Linked DNA regions of Mus musculus: regions 2 and 3 are each linked to region 1. Evidence: chromatin contacts called from public Hi-C data. All regions are on one chromosome and are shown on one strand. Each heading gives the region's core, a stretch centred on a gene start, on an enhancer-like site or on the middle of the called end of the contact. The rest is flanking DNA. Distances are from core to core; before and after follow the strand shown. Region 1 has its middle 57 kb from the start of Gm38862. Region 2 has its middle 38 kb from the start of Prickle2. Region 3 overlaps Prickle2 (prickle planar cell polarity protein 2).

The links. Hi-C and Micro-C count contacts between places; a contact is called where the count stands out from the background.
Region 2: a Hi-C map of cortical neurons shows a contact between it and region 1, with 1.6 times the contacts expected there. The contact joins two enhancer-like sites. A contact is called at or near these places in 4 of 484 Hi-C or Micro-C datasets (cerebral cortex, cortical neurons and nephron progenitors) and 1 of 115 datasets of contacts at active chromatin or transcription factors (embryonic basal ganglia).
Region 3: a Hi-C map of cerebral cortex shows a contact between it and region 1, with 2.6 times the contacts expected there. The contact joins two enhancer-like sites. A contact is called at or near these places in 2 of 15 datasets of contacts at CTCF or cohesin (both in the NIH/3T3 cell line), 3 of 484 Hi-C or Micro-C datasets (cerebral cortex, cortical neurons and embryonic fibroblasts) and 4 of 115 datasets of contacts at active chromatin or transcription factors (astrocytes, embryonic basal ganglia and embryonic stem cells).

The regions. Positions count from the first base shown.
Region 1 is chr6:92,346,547-92,349,197 of GRCm38.p6, reverse strand. No RefSeq gene overlaps it. Among named protein-coding and RNA genes, the nearest start is that of Gm38862, 57 kb to the left of the region's middle. Within about 2 kb of position 1,352, at least 9 of the 459 cell types and tissues checked have an H3K27ac peak or open chromatin away from gene starts, as enhancers often do. A contact at or near this core is called in cerebral cortex and cortical neurons, where this site is marked.
Region 2 is chr6:92,742,448-92,745,098 of GRCm38.p6, reverse strand. No RefSeq gene overlaps it. Among named protein-coding and RNA genes, the nearest start is that of Prickle2, 38 kb to the right of the region's middle. Within about 2 kb of position 1,293, at least 17 of the 459 cell types and tissues checked have an H3K27ac peak or open chromatin away from gene starts, as enhancers often do. A contact at or near this core is called in cerebral cortex and cortical neurons, where this site is marked.
Region 3 is chr6:92,663,473-92,666,123 of GRCm38.p6, reverse strand. All of the region lies in intron 2 of Prickle2 (prickle planar cell polarity protein 2), which reads left to right. Among named protein-coding and RNA genes, the nearest start is that of Prickle2, 41 kb to the left of the region's middle. Within about 2 kb of position 1,318, at least 57 of the 459 cell types and tissues checked have an H3K27ac peak or open chromatin away from gene starts, as enhancers often do. A contact at or near this core is called in cerebral cortex and cortical neurons, where this site is marked.

The DNA.
Region 1 (2,651 bases), core at 103-2,602:
CAAGTCCTTTGTAAGAGCAGCCAGTGCTCTTAACCACTGAGCAATCTCTTTGGCCCCCTGTCGACATCATTAACTTTGGGGCTGGTATATTCCAAAGGTTTTATGTGATAGCTGAAAAGAAGGTAGGTCAGACATAGATGTCTGATATGAGTGGATATTTAGGAAGTTAAAGGTAGTCTGAAATAATTCATCTCTTGATCTGCAACATCCCAGCCATAGAGTTCTAACCAATCAACACTGAAGAATCTGCAACATAGGTGTGGATTTAGAGGAAGACTGTAAGGAAGGGTAGCCCCTCAGAATCCATACAGGACACACCCAGACACCAAATTCTCAGCATGAGAGAGATTTATTACCCAAGACTGGCATTGGGGGGTGGGGGGAGTGTAGGGCTGCCTCTGGATCAGGCAGATAGCAAGTAGCAGCAGCAAGCATGTGTTTTTCCGCAGGAGTGGATTTTTAAGGAAGAAAAGGTGTTGTCTTAGTTAAGGTTTCCACTGCTGTGAAGAGACACCATGACCAAGGCAACTCTTATAAAGAACAACATTTAACCAGGGCTGGGTTACTGGTTCTGAAGTTCAGTCCATTATCATCATGGCAGGAAGCATTGCAGCATCCAGGCTGGCATGGCACTAGAGGAGCTGAGAGTTCTACATCTTGATCCAGAGGCAAAGAGGAGAAGATTGGCTCTTCTGCACTGGGCAGAGCTACAAAGTCCACCCCCACAGTGATGCACTTCCTCCAACAAGGCCACACCTATGCCAATAAGGCCACACCTACTAATAGTGCCATCTCCCATGGGCCAAACATATTCAATCCACCACAGGGAGAGTCTGTGAAAGGGTGAGTTGGTAAATTCTGATTGGACATGTTAACCAAATAATGAATTTCGATTGTTGTACCTTCACATTTTGTCTCAGGAGTGAGTCAGTAGCCAAATAAAAGAACAGGCCATGGGGTGGCTTTACGAATATACTCTAGTGGTTTTTAACAAGAGAGAGGGGAAGGGGGAAAAGGGCAATATCTGTCAGCACTGTGTTTCCCCTGCTCCAGCCTGTTAGAGAGCCCTTTGGACTTCAGTTCATAAAAAGCTATGGGAACTTCCTGAGCCTGCCTAAACCTTGTGATTCAAGATTCACTGTCCACAGAGTTAGACCTGGTGAGATTAGTTATTGTTAAGACAGAATACAACTACAGTCAATATCTACATCCCTATCATAAGGGAATATCCATTTACATTCACACAGCCCTGTTCCTGTGGAGTTGCCAGCAGCCCTGGCCTTTGAAGAAGCACTTCCTCCCTTTTTACTATTTGTAGGCTGGCTTTGTATTCTGGCGTGGCTTTACAGGCTGTTCCTTCCCATCCTCCCCTTACCACCCCCTGCTTGGATGAATATGAGGACACTGGTATACATACAGCCTCGTGCCCTGAGTTATGGGAGCTTTTTAAAAATAGAGTTATTTGTTTTGTGTGTGCATGCTCATATGTATGCAAGAGCATATGTTTATTCGTGCTTGTGGGTGCTAGAGGACAGCTTGGAGTGTTATTCCTCAGGCACCGTCCATCTTAGTTTTGGAACAGACTTCTCTCGCCGCAATGGAGGCATAAAGAAGGCTACGCTGGATGGCCCTGAGGATACCTGGCTTAGCCTCCCCGCATAGAGATTATATGCACGTACCACCATGCCTGGTGTCTGCTTAATGGGGATTCTGAGGATCTGATTCAAGTCCTTATGATAATGAGGCAAGCACTTCATAGACTGAGCTCACTCTCCAGCCTGCATCTCTTTCTCTCTTTTTAACAAGAAAAAAAAAAATATATATATATATATATATAGTTTCAGATTTGCAAGTTTTGCGTTATTCTTTAATTTTAAACCTTTTTTTATTAGGTCTAAAAGTCCCTTAGTAAGAAGTAGGAAGGATCCCTCTGGCTTTGATTTCTGCTCCCATTCACAAAGTGCTCCACCTGTTAAATGTTTTGGTGTTTGTGGCAGTGAGGGGCAGTGTGGGAGAAAATCCGCATCTCTATAGGAGCTGCTTGCTTTCGGTACACAGAAGGATCCCCAGCATAAAAAGGTCAGACACGGGAATCCTCAGATTTTGATTTTTGGATCTTATGATGCAACAAAAACATTAGAAATCATTCCTCGCTCGGGTCTTTTCATTGTGGCTTTCTTTCAGGGCCCACAGTGACATGCAGTTATTCATTGTTCCCGATGCTGGGCAGTGGCGAGCTTCAGATGTAGCCACCTGTCAAACTGTGAGAAATAAATCAACAATGCTCTGTGCTGTGCTGTGCTGTGTGGATTAATTAAGAGGCTCTATGAGTTTAGGGCATTAAGTGCCCTCTTTGGCTTGCTGATTTTTGCAATTTCCAATTAGCTTATCAGCGCATACCTCCGTCATTAATTCAAGGAACACTGCATGTTTGGGAAAATAAAGTTATACCTAGTGACAGCCCTAATAGGCATCATAGTCATTATCCTCCCTTTATTCCCACTTTCCCTTTCCAAATTGGTCATCTGATTATCTGCCTTAAAAACCATGCTCTTGGTCTCAGTGAAGGGGACGAAGCAATGCCTTGAGTTCGCACAAAGTGCTCAGAAGGGTGGGACAAAACCCACCCAGGTCCCAGTGTCAAGATCGAT
Region 2 (2,651 bases), core at 44-2,543, 400 kb before region 1:
CAGAAGCCTAGAAATCTAGGAACTGGAAAATGTGTTCTATGTGAACAGATTTGTAAAATAATTTCAGTAAAAGAAATAAGGCTGGTGAGGAAAAGAATATTAGGACAGAGAAAGGGGAGGCACATATTGAATAGGGCAGTCAGGGAAGGCATTCCAAAGGATGTGGCCTCTTATGAGTCTCACAAGCCAATGGGTACCCAGTCGGCAAAGCTATAGATGGATTCATCTGGCCAAGAGAGTAGCTGGTGTCAAAATCTCTAGGTGGACAATGGCAGGCAGGAGACAAGGGTGGGGCTGGAGCAGAGGAAGTGAAAAACTACAAGACCAGCTGGGCAATATACTGCCTGGTAGACCATGAGGCACAAGATGTGAATTTTTAAGGTTTTGTTTTTTATTTTTATTTACTGTGGTATTGGGGATAGGACCCAGGGCTTTGTGTGTCCTAGGCAGGTGCTATACCACCGAGCCACAGGTTCAGCTACCACTGCAGGTTTGTAGTGCGGTCTTCAGGCCAACAGCAGCACTTGGGGGTTTGTGAGGAATGGGAATTCTCATGATCACTAAATCAGAAACTACAGGTGAGCCTCAGTGGTCTGTGGGGCTTCCAGAGCTTCTAGTCTGGTCTAGAAGTTGAGCGATTATCTAGCCATCTGGACAGATGAACCATCTAGAATCTTAAGGAACCATGAATACTGGGACTCTTCCTTCTGCCTGGCATCTTCAAGACATCTTTAGTTGAGGATTAGCTCCGTTAGTTCTTGGACAATTCCTAGGGTGATCGAAGGGCTACAGATGTGGAACCATTGCTCTACTGCCTTCTGAAGACAACAGGCCAGGGAAGTAGGCAACGCCCCAGCATGGGGAACAGGGATGGAAGCTTGTACTAAGATGGTATCCGACAACAGGAAGTGCATGGACCACTGTAAACCTATTTTGGTGGAAAATTCAACGTGCCTTTTATGCTGATGTGGGCAGGAAGTGGAACTTGCGATCAGCATCAGGTGGGAGATTAAGTAATGCTATCTCACGTTTGTGGGTAAGCCAGCCCCTAGACACCTTGGGACCACGGCCATTAGACCATACAGAAAATAGAGACCAAACCAGTTCACCTCCTTCCTCTGCCTGGCAGTAAAGGCTGTGGCGTCTGTAAGGAGGTTAGAATATTTAAGTTTCTCCTGAGGTTTCAAGGTCCCAGTCTCCCTTCCTCCACCTGGCTCTTTCACAGCTCCTCTGTGCTACCAAAGGACCAAAGTGGGGGAAATGACCATCAGGGGGCGAGCAAGACTCAGAAATGTGCTTTGCCAGGCGCAAGGCAAGTCTGGCACTTTGGGGTTTACCAGGTAGAAAAGAATTCGCAGGGAAATCAGAATCACGTGCACTTTACTGGGCAGCTTCTGCGCGTTAGATTCTGCGCAAGTGCATCTGGTGTTTTCTCGTTTAATCCTCATTAGGTGCCCCCGAGTTACACACACTCGGAGTTAGAATGACACTCACGGCCTGGGTCACCCAGGCAGACACACAAATGGAATTGTGCTCCAGCCTATCTGACTCTAAATGCGTGTCAGCAACAAATGCCGGCTCCCCAAGTAGCTCCTTGCCCATGGTAGTGTTTTCTTTCTCTTGGGGAGATGGCTGTGGAAGGTAGCATCACCAGCTTATATAAGGAAAGGCTGTGGAGTCTGGCTTTACATCACACATTTGCTGTGTGATAGTGAGTGAGTTATTTAGCTTCTCTGAAGTTTCCACAGCTAAATGTTTTCACAGTAAGCAGATACCATTTGTGGACCCTAACAGTGTGTTTTCTATAAGCACCATCCATAGCATAGAGTGTTCGCTCGCTGTGTGCTGTACACTAGACAAATCCTGGCCACGGGTGACTTTAAGAGTGCTTGGTACCTAGGTTGTGAAATTGAAGAACTGAATTTAAATTTTCAGTTACAATGAACTTAAATCTAAATAAGCATGTTTGGCTACTGGCCATGCTGTTAGCAATGCAGCTCTGTAACGTATCTATCTAAGTTCAAAAATCTACATATCCCCGGGGACCCCTTGGGCTTAAATTAAAATAGACTGTGCTCACCATTTATAGTCTGGTTTACAACAAGGTTTTGGTGCATTTGAGTTTGAAAGGAAGAAACATAAGAGAAAGGAAAAATCTATAAGTATTGTTAGGTTTTGTGCTCAGCAGGTTTTGTGAATTGAGGGCGGGGCTAGACTTTCCTAAGGGATGCCCCCCACCCCAACTCCTGCCCAGCAGAGCTCAGCACATGGAGGGGACTAGATGTGATGGGCAGTCTTATTTGCTCCCAGCCCCACTACCACCACACACACACACACTGCCTCAAGCAGAATTCTTTAAACATTTCTTCACCTTGTATTTGTAAGGCAGAACAAAGCCACAGTGTGTGTGTGTGTGTGTGTGTGTGTGTGTGTGTGTTCCATACAAATTCCCCTTCACCTATTTGCTGCCTAAAGAAAGCCTACCGTTTGAAGCCTCTCACACTTCCATTTACTCTTACAATTTTATAGACAGACGGTGTCACAGAAAATTCCTAAAGGTTCCAAGTGTGAATAATAAAATAATTGGCCCCCTCAAACAGTATTCCTGTGTCAATCTCAGTTTCAGAGCTGTCTCTATAGGTATTTGGACT
Region 3 (2,651 bases), core at 69-2,568, 320 kb before region 1:
CAGAGTCATGAATTTTCTCCCTGCCTGTCAGGCCTTCCCCAGACTTCCCTCCAGGGACAGGGGATGTGTATCGTGAGTCTACTCTGATCACTTGAGCTTCCTTTTGCCGATTCCTCCAGGTCACCACCTGGTATTGAGTAACAGCTTGCTGTGTGCATGAGCCTTAGGGATGGTTCCACAGTTGCCCTGCCTTTGTTCATGAGAGCCTTTCCCTGGCCTTAAGGCTGAGTCATTAGGGGTGTGAGTAGTTTTGTTCTTAACAACATCCTCTGGTCTGGGATGCTCCCCAAACATTTCTTCCTTTGATTGCAAACACTGGGGGGTTCTTTTTTCTCTTTGGAGGGCAGAGGGCAGAGTTGAATAGGCCAGCATCCTCTCCTGGCAACAGTCCTAGAATTAATTCCTGGACCTGAAAAATCCAAACACCCAAACTTCCTGCAGTAATGAAAACCCACAGCAGAGGGCAGTCTCCTACATATGGCGAGGTGTCCTTGGCCCTGAGCTTATTTAATTGAAAAACCTACAGAAAAGTAATTAGCCTGGCTTCATAAGAGAGGCAAATCCCTTGCTGCCCCCCTCAGCCCACCTTTTGTTTAAAGAAGGCCATTTGTTCTTGAAGTGAAGAGTCCCCCGCGCCCTCCTTCCCTTCTTGTCCCCTGCTACAACTGTTAGGTCTAGTTTCTCTAGCTCAAAGATAGAAAGGGGTTAATTTTAGAGAAGCAACCCCTATTTGCTTTGTTCCATATGCAGAATAGGAAGGACACTGTCGCATGGTCTGTCAGATTTTCTCGGTCCCCTCTTGAGGAGGCAAGCCTGGAAGGAGGGTATGAATCCCAAACGTGTGTTTCACTCTCTCCTGCCAGGCATTCTCCCAAGGCCGTTTCATGCACTCTTTAAATAAGCCCAGATCCCCCATTAAGTGGATTTGCTTACTATTGCCAGTTCACACATGGGGAGATGGAAACCCTGAAACTGACAGGTTTGCTATGTGGTTCTCTGGGCTTTAAGTTGGTCATGTGTTTTAAAACAGGGAGTATCAGGTAAATTGCTCTTGAAACCCCTATTTCCTCTCCATTGGAGACAGAAGCTTGGAGGACAGATTTCCTAGGAAAATGGGTATGTCTGGGGGGTGGAGGTGCTGTTGTTGACAAAGAGCTTTGTTACTCTTTTCTAGTGTCCCGCCCCCCACCCCCAGCTGAGCCTATGCCTCCTCAGAAGGTTGAAGCTGGGTCAGCTTATCCATCAGGACTGTGCTGAGCCTGATCCAATTTTAGCAGTAACCTGCTTCTGCTCCCTAGGAATGTTGCAATAGGAGCTACGGTCCTGGTTCTGCAAGCCTGGCCAGCTCCCATGCGCTTCTGCTCATTCCCAGAATACAAAACACAAACTCAGGAGTGGTCCACCTTGGTTTTTTTGGAGTGTGTCTCTTGGGAACCTGGGGCTTACCAATAAGGCCAGGCTGCCTGGCAGTGAGCCCCAAGGATCTGCCTGTCTTTGTCTCTGGAGTCACAAGTACATGTTACATGCTCAGCTTTTGTATTTTATTTCATGGGCTTGGGGGATCAAACTCTTGTCTTCACGCTTACACAGCAGCCTTTGTTAGCATTCTGTCTAAACTCCACCCCACAGTTACCTGGCAACCGCCAGGTATGCCAACCTTGGTGGGCATTTTTACCAAACGGGAGTCTTATTCTCTGAGGCATCAGTCAGCCAACAGATTTGTTCTGAGCATTTCTAGCCAGTGTTGGATCACAGGTCTCTAAACCCAGTACCAGGTCCCAGGAGCTACTTGATAGAAGTTGGACAGATGCTGGAGTGAAAAGCCACAGTCTAAATGCCTCTGAAGTAAATACAGGCACAGCTTGGTCCCTCTCCTGGTTAGCCTCTGAAGTCACCTGAGAGGAAAGCTGCAGTGGAGGGACTGCCTAGATCAGGCTGACCCATAGACTGTCTGTAAAGATTGTCTTGATTGACTGGCGTAGGAAGGGCCAGACCACTGTGGGCGGAACCATCCCTAGACAGGTGGTTCAGGCTGTACAGGAAAGAGAGCTAAGTACAAAGGAGCCAATCAGCAAGGAGTGTCTGTCCCTCTGTGGTGTCTGTCTCAAGCTGCTGCTTGAGTTTCTGTGCTGGCTTCTCTTAATGATGGGCTGGGACCTGTAAGCGTGAGTCAGATGCATCTTTCCTTGCCCTAAGTTGCTTTTCATCAGAATGTTTTTTTGTCACAGCAACAGAAAAAAAAAAAAAAAAAGTAGAACAGTCACCTTGCAGCTAGTTCACAGAGGTTATAAATGGCAGTGGGTGCAGAGTTAATGGGTTTTCTGGGGTTTACAAACCATGTGACCAGAAGGCGAGAGAGAGAGAGAGAGAGAGAGAGAGAGAGAGAGAGAGAGAGCGCTAGCTAGCTAGCTGATGGTAGGAGTGAGAATTTTTTTTTCTGCTGGTTGCTATATTAAGCTGTACCATATGAAATCGCTGTTTGCTAGGGAAGATCTGGGCTGGGAAACATAAATTTGGGAAGCACAGGCATATTGATGGTATTTAAATCTGTGAATGAGATCACTTAAGGAGAAAATGGAGGTAGGGCTGGGACTGAGAGCCTGCTGCTACAGCCTGAGGCTCTGCAGCCTTCAGAGGATTCACAGAAGAAC